4 separate regions of the Zea mays genome follow, and all the other regions are linked to region 2. A link is a contact called in public Hi-C data. All regions are on one chromosome and are shown on one strand. Each heading gives the region's core, a stretch centred on a gene start, on an enhancer-like site or on the middle of the called end of the contact. The rest is flanking DNA. Distances are from core to core; before and after follow the strand shown.

Region 1 (3,349 bases), core at 330-2,829, 240 kb after region 2:
GTGTTGTGTCCGGTGCACACCGGACTGTCCGGTGCGCCCACCGATAGAAAGCTTGCTTTCTGTCCAACGACTATTTGGGGGGGGTTGGAGGCTATAAATACCACCCCAACCGGCCATTTCAAGGTGTGGGAGCCCAAGCAACATATCAAGGCATATAGTAGACATATTTAAGCCCTCCCAACCACCTCCATTCATTGATCTATCTCATACACAAGATTTAGCCCACATCAAAGCCTCACAAGTGCCACAAAAGAGAGATCAAGCGAAAGAGAGCTACTCGTGTGTGTTTAGCGATAGTGCCTTATGAAAGTCATTGAGAGAAAGTGTGTGCTACATCTTGTGATTATTTGAGCGTGGAGTTTTGACTCCCATTCATCTTCCACCAAACTTTTTGGAGACTTGTAACGCTAGCAAGAGACACCTAAGTGTGTGGTGGTCCTTGCGGGGTATTAGTGATCCTTGAGATTAAGAAGAAGCACTCGCCGGTCTTGGTGATCGGTGGAGAGAGGGAAAGGGTTAAAAAAGACTCGTCCTTAGTGGACTCCTCAACGGGAATTAGGTTCTTGGTGAACCGAACCTCGGTAAAACAAATCACCCGTGTCACTTGTGTTTATTGCTTGTGATTTGTTCGTTTTCTCCTTCTCTAAGTTCTGTTGCACTATCCTTTATTAATATTACTTTGTGTTGCTTTGAGTTAAATTCTCATTCAGAGAAGTAACGCCTTGCAAGAAAGAACTTGTGTTATTTATCTTCTCATCTAAGCCCTCTTGCATTATTCTCTATAAACATTCTTAGTAGTATTGCTTTTGTTAATTCCGCATTCTTTTAAAGCAATACTCTTTGCAAGCAAAGGACTTAGTTTTATACTCCGATAAATTGTGCATATTGTTCTAACCACTAATCAAGGGATCAAGTCTGGGTTTAGAGTTATAATTCACAGGTTTCGCCTATTCACCCCCTCTAGGCGACTTATAGTAGGAATCCGTCACTTTTTTTAAGTCTAAATACTACATCTTCATCTTCCTGCACATGTAATACTCACGATGCCCATATTCTTTCCACAGTCAAATTCTTAGAAAAGAGACTCGAAGGCTTTCACGTGTAACACTATAAAAAGTAATGCTGCCTGTGTCCCAAATTATAATTTATTTGATTTTTTGTGTCAAGTTTGATCGACTCGTCTTATTCATTTTTTAAAAAATAAAAAAATCGTACTTAAAGTATATTATATGCTAAACAATGTTACAGTAAAAATTAGCAATAAATATGATTTTTTAATAAAGCAAGCTGGTCAAAACTAGGGTAAAAAAGTCAAACGAATTATAATTGAAATGGAGGAAGTAATATTTATTTTAAGTAGTGTGTATAAAAAAGTATTAATATTCATAATACCAAACGAATATCATATATTAACTCTATATTATGTATATTCTTTTAGTAAATCCAATTAAATTATATACTCGTTGAGTACATGAAGTCTGAAGAGTGAGTGGTGGAGTATATTCTCTGCGAGTGGGGACTAGAAGGAGTACGCCTTTGGTACACCGTTTGCGTAGAACCAAAAATACACAATTTGAACGCAGCAGCACACTCGCCCGGTCGCCCCTGAGCAGCGTCGCACACCATTCCCTGCTAAAAACCCTAGCCCATCAGGGCAGCGACCTTCTAGAACCGTCTCCAATGGCGCTACTCCGAGCGCTCCGGCGAGCCCTTCCGGCGCTCTCCTCGCCGGCGGCGGTTCTCCCCCGTCGCGCCCCGCACCCACTACCTCCTCCGCCCGCTCCTCGTCGGTTCCTGGACCCGATCGGGCTCCGCTCCTTCTCCGCCGCCGCCGCCACCGCGTCGCAGGCGCCGCCCATGGGGGCCACCCTGTTCGGCGGGCTCATGGACACCCGGTTCCCGAAGCGCCGGCCGGGCTTCGCCAACCGCCGGAAGAGGGCTAGCTTGCGCCCCAAAGGTGTGGAGGAATTCTCCGGCCTTTCGTTTCTAGCTGTCCTGACGCTTCGATCTGGCTAGTTTTGCATCTGTTCTATATCATTCCTCTTATTTTCGCTGCTCGATTGGAGCGTGGCTGTGTTCTTGTAGTTTATTTACAGAGTTTCTGCTGGGGTCCCTGATAGGTTCAACGCCGTTCGTCCGCTTGTTCAGTTCTGTCACTAATGTCCATGCTGCTGCTCGTCCGCAGGTCCGTACTACTGGGTGAAGTGCAAGCCTGACGAGCCCATACCAGTTAGTCAGCCGAACCAAGGGAGCGTACGAGGGAGGAAGGAGAAGAAGCGGATCAAGCAGCGCAAGGACTTTATCATGGTGAATGCCCTTTGCATTCTCTATAGCCGTTACTGTCGATTTACTGTTGATTTACTGCTACGGTATTCTGTTTTATGCTATGTAAGCCTAGCTTGATTTTCCTTTATGCTGGAAGGGGAATTTTTTTCACCAATAAAATCTTGAGAGTTGATAGGTAGATGTCGCCTAGCAGTCCCAAGTGTCACCATGAAACGGATCTGCACAATAACTTTTTATGCCACCCAGTCAATTCCAGCGGTGCTCAGCAGAGTTTAAAATCAACCTTCTTTTGATTCACTATTTTACAATCTCTTCATTTTCCTGGACCCAAGCAAGTGAATGGCATAACCCAAGCCTGGCATAGAGATACATGAGTAAACTGAAATATCGACCAAAGCAACTCAGTCGATATGGCTGAGTAGTGTTACCTGGATCTGAGCTCTACGTTTCTAGTTAGAGCTGATGTATCGCCCTTATAGTTTCTAATGAAACACTTAAAATGCATGTGTTACTTGTACAGGCTGAGAAGAAGAAGCGCAGAGCTCAGTATTCTGCTGCTGTTAAGAGAAAGGAGGCAGAACGAACAGAAAGGAAGATGGCTGCTGTGGCAAGAGAGCGGGCATGGGCAGCAAGGTTGATAGAGCTAAAACAGATTGAGGAAGACGTTAAAGCTGTAATGGCATAAGGGCCTGCTCTGGAAAATGGCAAGGCGTCTAACCTGTTTCTGCTGCTCTATTTTCTCCTCCTTTGTTCCTACATAGTTTAAATTGTCACAATTCTTTGTGATGGAATGGAAGACCAGTACCACTTCTTTCAACAGTAATATCAAATGCCGGAACTGTTTTTTTAATACAGACTCTCATTAGACCATGTTTGGAGTTTGTTTACTTTTGATGTAATTTAGAATAAGTGATGCGATGGTATCTGTGTGCTTGACATCTGAGATGGCTGTTGTCTGCAATATATAGTTTTGGTACACTTGTTCTATGATACATAATTTGTACTGTCAGTATTCAAGCAACTAATGCTTGCTAGTCTTTTGATCTACGTCCCAACTACCTCT
Region 2 (3,541 bases), core at 53-2,552:
TCCCAAACTATGAGAAAACAGAAAAATAAACTTCCAGCTTATACAAAACTTGACGACATTCAATTACATATAACTATATGAAGGGTTGTCTGGTACGAAGGAAGACAAAGAAATTGCACTTCTCCTTCGAGATTATTGTTAAGCGGTATAATAGGAATTAGGAAATGCTCACTGTGCTTGAAGAAGCATGTGGTATATAAAGTGGAGACTGCCGAAGGTAATTTACCCTGACAGTGAAGAATAGATGCCTGTTGCTACTCCTGCCAAGCTATAAATGATTTGGGACAACCCCGGAGTAGCATTTAGCACTCCAAGGAATCCATCATACAATGTGCCCCCATATTCATCATTTATGATGCCTGCGAGAACAAAGTGCCAGATTAACAGTTCAAAATATCTAGGGGGAGATGTGTCGTTTTTCAGATTATTTTTTTATTTAGCATTATTTTCCGTCCCCAGAAAAAACCGAGCTAGGAACAGTAGCTGAAAGCAACTCCCGATGTTGACTCGTCCTACCCCTAGCATATGGAATTCCCAAGACCCAAGTAGTACCTGCTCAACAACTCATTTGGACTCGTCTACCCTACGCCTCATGTGAAGTAAAAAAGAATCTCCACTAGCAGTAAAAAAGTAGTCGTGGGATTCGACCAAAAAAACAGACGTGCAACCTTGGCTGATAGACCAATAACAAAATCAATTATCAAATGCACAGGCTTATACTCCAATCGAAACACCAGCATCATGCATGCAGCATCCGAATCGAATGACTGATGAATCAGGTAATAACAGGGTGCCACCGGTCGGATCGTCGGAGGCGGGGGATTTGCAGCCTCCATCCAATCCAGGGGGGTCACAATGGCGTCGGAAACAGCAGGAGACGAGAAGTCGGAGCCCAGCGACCCGCCGTGCAAAAGCTAGCATCTAGGCAGCGGCGCGCGCACCGGACCTAGACCCACACGGAGTGGGGAACGCCGGATCCGCCGCGATTGCAGGGCGAGGATAGGAGCTCGAGCGAAGCTGAGAGTAATGGCCGAAATGGAAGGCAGGATGCCGCACCGCAACTGACCTTGGGCGGATCGGAGGCTTGAAGCCAGGTGCAGGCGCGGGTAACCGCCACCGCCTCCCGCTCCCCTTCCTCCGTCTCCTGCTCGGTGTCATGGTCCTCGCGGTCGGGAACATTTCTCGGCCTGCCGCGTTTTTGGTGCTGCGAGGAGCGGGGAGCCAGTGACGCGAGACGCGACGGCCTCACAGCCTCGGCACGCGACACCGGACAGGCGGGACACGCACGGGTAGGCGTCTACTAGGGTACTGCAACTAGGGGAAAGTGAAAAGTAACGGGAAGCGCATTGACTGTTTGTGCACGGACGGGGGCCCACAGGCCAACGACAGGCATGTGCTGTGCAGTGCAGGTGCAGCAGTAGCCAGTGCCCAGTAGGTGCAGGCGTGCAGCGCGCCCCAGTGAATGGTCCCCGGCTCCCCGCCTTGGCCTGGCCCGCCTTGGTCAGCAAGAAAAAATATATAGTCAGCCCTTTTTCTCATCTTCTAAAAGAAAAATAAAAGAAAAAAACGAATTCACCGTCATCCTCCTCCGTCCCAAAAGGCGTCGTCGACCATGAATTTTCCAGCGCACTCATGAATTTTCAGCCCATATCTGAACTTGGTTTAGAAAAATTCTAGGGCAAAAACCTCCTTGTGTGGTCTAAAAAAATGCATGACAAAATGTAGACACAAACTAATTAAATTAATATATTTATATATGTAGTATATTTGTATATTATCATAAATCATATGAGAGATAGTTATATACAACACTTATTCTATAGAGAAGCAAATAGAAAAGTGTGCTATAAGTTGTACATTAGAAAAATAGTATATAAATCTATAAAATCAATTTCTATATCTCACCTCATGAATTTAAGATGGGCTTATATATAATCTTTGGAAAGTTGTGAATATCACATTCTAAAAAATAGACTACTGATTAGTTAGATTCCTATTCCTCAAAATGAAGGGAAACAAACGGGGCCTTAGCAGTTCAGGGGTGGTTTGTTCGGTTATTATAACACTTTATATCATTTTCATCCTAAATTTGTAGTGTGGGAAACACAGGAGAATAAAGGAAAATAATTTATTAACGGCTACCAATCTTTGCTTTTGTGTGTGTGATGTTGTAAAGGAGTCGTACAAACACATATCCCTCTATTCCTAATCAATGATATACTTGAGCCAGGAATTACGAAATACATATCATGGATCCTTTTTTTTCTCTCTACCAACCATTTTTCTGATGTTATTGAGACGATTTAGTTCTGATGTTATTGAGACGATTTAGAGCGTGTTCGTTTTAGTGCAATCTATGTGGTTTAGACAGGATTGGGTGATTTAAATCCATAGCAAGTCAAAATTACTCTTAAATTTTTCCAATATCCTTCAGTCCATGTGGGATGAGAATAATTGAACTTACATATTTAGTTTCATCGAATTCTTTTCCAGCTATGTATCTATCTCACAAAGTTGAAGGCAAAATATTGGACACCAAGAACAGGTTGACCGCATCATTATTTTCTAGTGTTCATTGAACTAGCTGGTGGACTGCATCATTATTAAGTCCCTAGATTCTTTGAGCTCGTTGAGATCATCAACACAGCCGTATTGTGACTGCGCTTCTGTGAAGTTGAGGACCCAAAACGATCGATGCTCCATCTCGGATGGGAGTATGGCTTTTGACATATATATCACGAATTCACGAAGAACGGTGTTTGTCTAGTGGTAGAACTTGGTGATGTTTGGAGTACCCATAGAACAACTAGCAGCTCCTAGGTATTGGTGTAGTTGATCAAAAAATCTTAGCTTGAACCATTTTTGAAAGAGTCTATTGGCTCTGTCCACCTGACCATTGCTCTGAGGATGTGCTACTAGAGCAAAGTTCATAATGATTCCTTTGTTAGTGCAGTAGTCCATGAATTATATTGGAGTTGAGAGCACCTAGAGAGGGTAAATAGGTGCAACACAAACTTGGTCTAATAATGAAGTTAGTGTAAACTAAAACCAAGTTTGAGACAAGAAGAGAGAAAAGTTCCCTTCACTTTGTTGGTGAGACACGCGATTTTTATCCTGTGGTTCAGCAAAGCCTATATCCACGTTGTAGTTGCCTCCTTTGGACAAGGGTTTTAATCAACCCCTCTCAAGTGATCACGTAGATCAAACTTGAGTGCAATGGTTCTTCCTTATATCTCAAGTATTCTCGTTCGCAAGGAATGTCCACAACTTGGAGTCTCTTGCAGGCTCACAAAAGATTGCAATTACACCTTAGAGTAAGGTTGGGAGAGAGAGTACACGCAAATCACAGCAACACACACAAGAAACAAAAGGACACGAGCGCAAGAACACAATATCACAAGAACAACTCAAAACTGGCGCTCGAATCTCACTAAAATCACTAGAATGCGTTGTTGCAGAGATTCGAAGTGTTGGTGTGATCTTGGAGTACTTTGGTGCCGAATGGAGGCGTCTAAGGGTCATTTTATAGCCCCATGAGACC
Region 3 (3,769 bases), core at 40-2,539, 150 kb before region 2:
GGCAATTCCTTATATGTCACCGGAAAATATACCTATTCTTCGTGTGTCATTAGTCCCACATATTATACAAACACAAAAAGTTATCTATATGATACTTGGCATACGAGGAATAAGTATAAAATCTGATGACATAAACATAATTTTTCCAAACTTTTTATGGGCCGCATGCATGGGCTTGATTCGGAGATGCTCACAGGTCAACAGGCCGAGGACAAACTTTTAAAAATTGGGGTGCTATTGCTCGTGCTACAGACACTAGTACTAGACTGTCTAGCTAGGGGCAGAAAGGTAAATTAAATGAGAGACGACTTCGGGTGCACGTGCACGATGTGTACCTAGGAGGAGCAGCACTTGCACTTCCACCGTTTTTTTCGTCCGGTTGAGATGCTCCGAAAGTCCGAATCCTCTCTTGATTTGAAAGGTTTTACACCGCTCTGCTTTTAGCTATATTTTTTTTTAAAGATGACCTCCGTCTCGCCAACCACTGCCATGCCCTATCCGCGAAACTGTATTTACCTCTCCCATCCTGATGACCCCCGCCGACTCGCCAGTTGTCGCCGATGCGTCCCACCCTCGGCACCGCCTTCACCTCCCTCATAGACCATATTTGGTACAACTGCTGCTTATTGAAAAAACAGCTTATTTGATAAGTTGGTGAAAAGCAGCTTATACTTGTTGGCTGCTTTTAATTCATTCTGAGAACAGCTAAACTGATAAGCTGCTGGAGAAGCTGTCTGTTTGGCAGAATTTTGACTTAAATTTGTGAAGAAGCTGAAAATAAGCTGTGTCAAACAGGATCATAGACTCGCGAGTTGTCGCTGATATATTTGTTCGGTTTCATGTATTAATTTGTTGTGCCTTATTTAATATTTATATATATATGCCGTCTAAAACGCACTAGTGAAGATATATACTGAACGGAGCAAGTACATTTGCACGCTACGGTGGGCCACATGCCTGCTAGAGTACATGGTTTGTATTATGCATACGCTCCAGGCTACACGTCACTGTGTGGACCCCGCTGCTCCGTGCGGTGCCGTCACATGCGCAACAGAAATTCAGTCACGTTTTGCTATTTGCGTGCGTTGCTTTCGCCCGCCGCATCAGCAGCATTCAGCAACGTACAGCAGATCGATCTCTTATTGGTCTAAAAGATAAACCAAGTATACTCTGTCCGATTAGCTAGCTAGCTAGCTAGCGGCTGCCTAATCGAGCTAGACACGAAGCGCTATCGGCTTGACTAAAGCTATACTGCCGGCCAAAATATATATAGCACGCATGACATGATCGACACACACACACACACAGCACAGCAAAAGAACCTGTGTGCTAGCTGTGGCTGTGATCCTGTCCTCCTCTCTAGCTAGTAGCTATCTCCATGCATCTTCTTTAATTTTGTTCTCATCTCCGATTCTCAGATATCCTCTTCTCTGGTCTCTTTATATATATCTATCTATCTCTGCTCCAGCTCCAGATGATGAGATGAGATGCTGGCATCATATCTATCTTTTGTTGATCTGATCCCTTAGCTTGCTGTTGATATACATGCATGCATAATATTATTATTAGTAGTAATTCCGTCGTCAGGCCAGCGTTCGTTGTTCACGCTTGGTTCGCCGTCGTTGACAAATATCGGCGAATTGAAGCTTTAGGCTGTGCTCAGCAGAATTAGCAAGTGCAACGCGCAGTGTCCAAGAGCATCCCAACAAGGAAGATATATCGAAGGCTGCAGTGATCGATCGATCGATCGAGGATGGAAGGCGCGGCGGCTGGGTGGCCGGAGCCGGTGGTGAGGGTGCAGTCGCTGTCGGAGAGCGGCGCGGCGACGATCCCGGCGCGGTACGTGAAGCCGGAGGCTGAGCGGCCGGCGTCGGCGGCGGGCGAGGAGGAGGGCGGCGGCGGGATCCCCGTGGTGGACCTGTCGTCGCCGGCGACGGCGCGCGCGGTGTCGGAGGCGTGCCGCGACTGGGGCTTCTTCCAGGCCGTGAACCACGGCGTGCCCGGTGAGCTGCTGCGGCGCGCGCGCGGCGCGTGGCGCGGCTTCTTCCGGCAGCCCATGGAGGTGAAGCAGCGGTACGCCAACTCGCCGGCCACGTACGAGGGGTACGGCAGCCGGCTGGGCGTGGAGGCTGGCGCCCTCCTCGACTGGGGCGACTACTACTTCCTCCACGTCCGCCCGCCCCACCTCTGCGACCCGCGCAAGTGGCCCCACCTGCCCCCCGGCCTCAGGTACATTAACTACTACTTGTTTATTTATTTTTTATTATTATACTCCATCTGAGGAGGATCGGATCATCGGAGGAGTTGATGTACTTACGAGCTTACGGCAGGAAGACGACGGAGGAGTACAGCCGCGAGGTGGCGGCGCTGTGCGGGCGGCTGCTGGCGGCCATGTCGGCGGGGCTGGGCGTCGGGGAGGCGCGGCTGCGGGAGGCGTTCGGCGGCGCGGAGGGCGCCGGGGTGTGCGTGCGCGTGAACTACTACCCGCGGTGCCCGCAGCCGGAGCTCGCGCTGGGGCTGTCGTCCCACTCCGACCCGGGCGGCATGACCGTGCTCCTCGCCGACGACCGCGTCCGCGGCCTCCAGGTGCGCCGCCGCGGCGCCTGGGTCACCGTCGACCCCGTGCCCGACGCCTTCATCGTCAACGTCGGCGACCAGATCCAGGTATGCGTATTACAAACAGACACAGTCGTTGACGCGTGTTTGGTTCAGGGCTTATTAAGTCACATGCATCCCTCCCTCGTGGTTGCCCGTGACTAACCGTCGTTGCCAAGTGATGGGTTAGCTAGCTAGTTGTGTAAACGTGGCAGCCTCACAAAAGCCATCGTTCATTTCACCACGTACGACACGCACACCGGCCGTCCCTCAGTTGTTAACTGATAATTACGTATGTGGCCGCCAATAATAATCCACCTGGCCCGTAATGATGGTAGTTAGCTTGGACGCACGCATGCCCGTCGTGTCGAGCGATGAGTTAGCTGGGGATAATGATCTGCAGGAAGACTTGCGCGTACGCGGGGTGGATGGATGGATGGCTAAAGTATGCAGAGAGCAGTAGTGCGCTACTAGTTAGATGCTAATATTAGCTATATACAGCAGTTCTAAACACCCTCAACTAATTCTTAATTGACCCACAGCTAACAACTAGTTTATGAAGCATTAAATATGTTTTGGACATAGAAAAACCATCGTGAAACCTTTGCATTGAGAAAGGGTAGGTCTATAAGTAGTGTGTTCTTGATGATGTGTTAATATAAATATCGTTTATACAAAAGGGGGGGGGGGGGGGGGGGGGGGGTTGTCGCCTTGTCGGGACTGGTCTTAGCTGGCTTAACCCACCTACAATTTATCAGCTGGCTAACTAAGCTAACTACTAGTTATAAGAGTATCTCTCCAAGAGACTACTTAACTCACCTAACAATTCATTAGATATGTTAATTGGTTTCCTCACCGGCTAAACTTTTTGGCTAGCTACCCTGAATAGCCAAACTAAGATGATACATATAGAGAGCTCAAAATGAAGAATCCCTTGATGAAGATGCTCTAATGGTTCTAAGCAGGACCTCAATTAGCTATCCAGTACTAGAGAGAACGACGAGTATTAATTAGCACTCTCGCATAGTAGTAGTAGAGAGAAAGAGAGAGAGAGAAATGATCTGTTGTATCTGATGATCTCATGGTCACGCGGGCGATCAGGATCAGCTGCACCCGTCCAGTACGCACGGCCAGGAATTTTACTTACCCTTTTGGAGGGCACAAGCACTCACAT
Region 4 (3,266 bases), core at 58-2,557, 150 kb after region 2:
GCACCTCCAAGGCCTTGGGTTCGACCCCTCTCGGGACGATTTTTGGGCTTGGTTAAAAACTCTCCTCGCTGTGTCCCACCCGCTCTCGAGTTACGTCATGCGCGTCATCCTCCGACTGAGCAGTTGTAGAGTGGGTGGTGACAGCCCACTAGTGACGGGGGATTTTCTCGGCCGAGGTTATGTTTATGTCTCTTCTTAATATAATTCCGCGAGGGCGGTCTTTCCCCCTTCGCCCGAATTTTTAGGCGGTGATACAAAAATTCTGCATAACCACTATATCTAAAACAACTCTACAAGTGTTGACATGGTATGGTTAATTAAAATAATGTCAACACATAAACAAAAAACTAAAGAAAAACCCACAACTTTTTTTTATTAAAAATGAACATTAGAGCGTTTTGAAGAGGGCCCTAAACAATGTTGTATTTTAAAATATAAGCCCCGGAAACATAAAACGACACCAATATTGATCCTATTTTATTAAAATTCATCAAACTATTATATGTTTCGGTCTCTGGAGTCTTAAATATAGTACCTTATATATTGAAGTCATATCCTTATTTTTTCTTAATCTACAATTATTTATTTTCTAATAACAAGATTTATTTTCTAAATATCTGCTGGAGTAATTTTTTTGATGTCTAAAATATTTTAACTACAGTCTTATTTCGATTTCTAGAGCTATATTTTAGAACTCATGGAGATGGTCTTAGACCAACTTCAGCATGTCGTACGTATGTTTAACAATATTTTTAGGAACAATTGGATCTATACCATTAAAAGATCCAAACTTTAGATATATACCATGGACCCACATGTCATTGACTCATGTGGATCCACATGTAAGTGAGATAGTAATGGTATGGATCCAAAGTGGTGATCTTTTAATGGTATGTATCCAAATTTCCCATATTTTTACTATAGATGTATTGTTTGGAGATAAGATTTTGAAATATGGAGTAAGATAAGGAGTATAATAAAAAAAATCTGGTGTAGATATTATTAGTCCACCACAGCTGTCAGCCGGGTTCCCTGAGCGCGCAGCGCAGCCTGTGGACCATACACTTTCACCCGCCCCGACCCGTCAGTAATCGTGCCATGATTGCTTTTCGACCTGTTCCCAGGGCCGATCCAAGCCGTCCGTCTCCTCACCAAGCGGCCCGGATCCCTCCTCTCCGGCCACCCCAAAACACGCCCGACGCCAGCGCCACCGAAATCCCCCAACCCATGCAGCGCAAGCATTACCATAACCTCCTCGCATATCGGCCCGCGCTGCTGCCGGAAGCAGATCGGAGCAGCCTCTTCGGCTCTTGGCGACGGATGTTGCTCGCTTCGTTTACCACGACCAGATCTGCGATGGCTTCTGCTCGCCTCGCTCGCTACCCACCAGATCCCGGCGCCTCCCCCCTCGTCGCTCAATTCTGCTCCGCCGCGCTGCGATCGATCCGCTCCCAGACGACGATCGCCCGGCGCGGATCAGCAGCCGCCGGGGCTGCTCCGGCGTCGCGAATGGCCGCGCTCGCCGGGCCGACAAGCAGCGCAGATCGTGGGGCTCGCCGGCGGCACCGGCTTCGGCCTCGTCTTCCGTGGGGACGGCAGGCGCGAGGCGGTGCCCTGCCCGCCGCGGACTGCCTCTGGGAGTTCGCTTCCGTTACGGCACCTGCCATCCTGGCCGTCGGTCGGGGGCTGGCGTTCTCGTGAATCCCGTGGTGGGCCGGGGGCAGAAGCGGTAACTCGCCGGGCCAGGTAGGAAGTTTTGCCTTGCTTGCTGCGTTGCCAATCTCGCTTATCCTTTCCGTGTTCCGTCCTTTCCGTGTTCCGCCTTTTTTTGGTCACCGAATAAATAAATGAAACAAATAAATAAAAGAAAACAGCCTGTTATTAAATGGGCGAAATCCCGGAATTTATTTCTTTTCCCCCTCCCGGTTCTCTCTCTCTCTACGCCCTACGGGGGGCCGCGGACGTGAGGGGCGCGCATCAAATCGGGCTCAGGCCCGGCCGGGCGCATCCGCTTTATCGGCTCACGTTGGCGCGGCCTCCGTTTCCTCTCCCATTTCCTTGTCCTCTCTCCCTCTCCCTCTTCCTCCCTCACGGCCTCACCTCTCCAGCCTCCCGCTCACCTCTTCCACCTCTCTACGCTCCCCAGAGGGCCCCAGACGCACCGCCGACGACCCCCGGCGCGGGCGCAGATCAGCGTGCGCCGTGACCTGCCCGCCCTGCCTCCGCTGCTTTCGACCCTGGGAGCGCCTGCCCGCGCCGCCGGGGCGCTTCGTATCGCCGCTTCTCTTTTTGTTCCGCGGCTCTTCCTCGCCGGCAGGCGGCCGGCTGCTGCCCCGCCCACGCCGCGTCTACGTGTCCTCAAGGGGCTGGGCGCTCTTGCCTGTCAAACCTGGTGCCGCCTCCGGTTGGAAACCGTGAGTCCTGAGCTCATGAATCCGTCTCGCCGCGGCCGGCAATCTGGGCTTCCTTAACCTGACGGGCGCGTGGTTCCCTCTGACTCCGTGCGTGCGCCTCTGTGTAGGTTTCTTACGGGTTAGGAGCAGGAGGTCAGAGACTCCCCAGAGTTGGCTTCGCCGCGCGCATGCGATTTGCGGCGGCGGCCGAAGCCTCGTACAGCCGCCGCTGGGACGACGACGACAACGGCGACGTGGATGCCTCCGCCGCCGCCGGATCGAAGGGACTATCTATACCGGGAGGGCCGCAGGCACGACGGCGGCGTCGGCGACTCGCTCCTGCCGCCTGCCCCCACGCCGCCGCGCTGGCGGGACTCGCCGTACCACCCGCCGCCGCCACCGCCCCTTCGGGACCCCGCGCGGCCCTCGCCGCGCCGTGCGCCGCCGTTGGCCTCCTCAGGTGGGCATGCCCCCCGCGAATGCTCAGATCTGAGGCCGCCGCCGCCTCGCCGACCCCCTCTGGTGCCCCTAATTTCCTCCAACCGCTCTGCTATTTCAGAAGGCTACTACCGACAGGGTGGCGGCGCGTACGACCGTTCCTACCCTGATGACCCGCCGTCTGTCTACACGCCGTCGCGCTCGGACCGGTACTGGCCGGAAGACGACGACGGGGGATACAAGGGTTTCGGTCGGTATGGCAGCGGTGGCCGCAGGGACGGCCGTGACATGAGGGGTTCATACCGGAAGTCCCCATACAGGGGCGGCTACGGAAGCGACTTCTCCAGGAACCACTCAGAGCAGCCCCCTCCGCCACCACCCAGGAGGTCTCCCTTGAGGTCAGTTGCCGTTCCGATCTGCTATGACCCTCCGGGC

What was found. Hi-C and Micro-C count contacts between places; a contact is called where the count stands out from the background.
Region 1: a Hi-C map of ear shows a contact between it and region 2, with 4 times the contacts expected there. The contact joins the promoter of LOC100276972 here to the promoter of LOC100276845 in region 2. A contact is called at or near these places in 3 of 25 Hi-C or Micro-C datasets (ear, leaf and tassel).
Region 3: a Hi-C map of leaf shows a contact between it and region 2, with 6 times the contacts expected there. The contact joins the promoter of LOC103629177 here to the promoter of LOC100276845 in region 2. A contact is called at or near these places in 13 of 25 Hi-C or Micro-C datasets (bundle sheath, ear, endosperm and 4 more).
Region 4: a contact with region 2 is called in a Hi-C map of leaf, with 10 times the contacts expected there. The contact joins the promoter of LOC100384382 here to the promoter of LOC100276845 in region 2. A contact is called at or near these places in 18 of 25 Hi-C or Micro-C datasets (bundle sheath, ear, endosperm and 5 more) and 1 of 3 datasets of contacts at active chromatin or transcription factors (leaf).

What each region holds. Positions count from the first base shown.
Region 1 is chr6:34,712,908-34,716,256 of Zm-B73-REFERENCE-NAM-5.0, forward strand. It overlaps LOC100276972, which reads left to right and starts at 1,580. Exons shown (of 3, transcript NM_001150655.2): 1 at 1,580-1,957; 2 at 2,186-2,307; 3 at 2,807-3,331. The coding sequence starts at 1,681. The coding sequence ends at 2,971.
Region 2 is chr6:34,470,534-34,474,074 of Zm-B73-REFERENCE-NAM-5.0, forward strand. It overlaps LOC100276845, which reads right to left and starts at 1,303. Exons shown (of 5, transcript XM_020539818.3): 1 at 1,067-1,303. The coding sequence starts at 1,179.
Region 3 is chr6:34,318,602-34,322,370 of Zm-B73-REFERENCE-NAM-5.0, forward strand. It overlaps LOC103629177 (probable 2-oxoglutarate-dependent dioxygenase ANS), which reads left to right and starts at 1,290. Exons shown (of 3, transcript XM_020539849.3): 1 at 1,290-2,229; 2 at 2,331-2,664. The coding sequence starts at 1,754.
Region 4 is chr6:34,616,058-34,619,323 of Zm-B73-REFERENCE-NAM-5.0, forward strand. LOC100384382 reads left to right here and starts at 1,308. Exons shown (of 5, transcript NM_001362355.1): 1 at 1,308-1,746; 2 at 2,522-2,853; 3 at 2,953-3,266. The coding sequence starts at 2,652.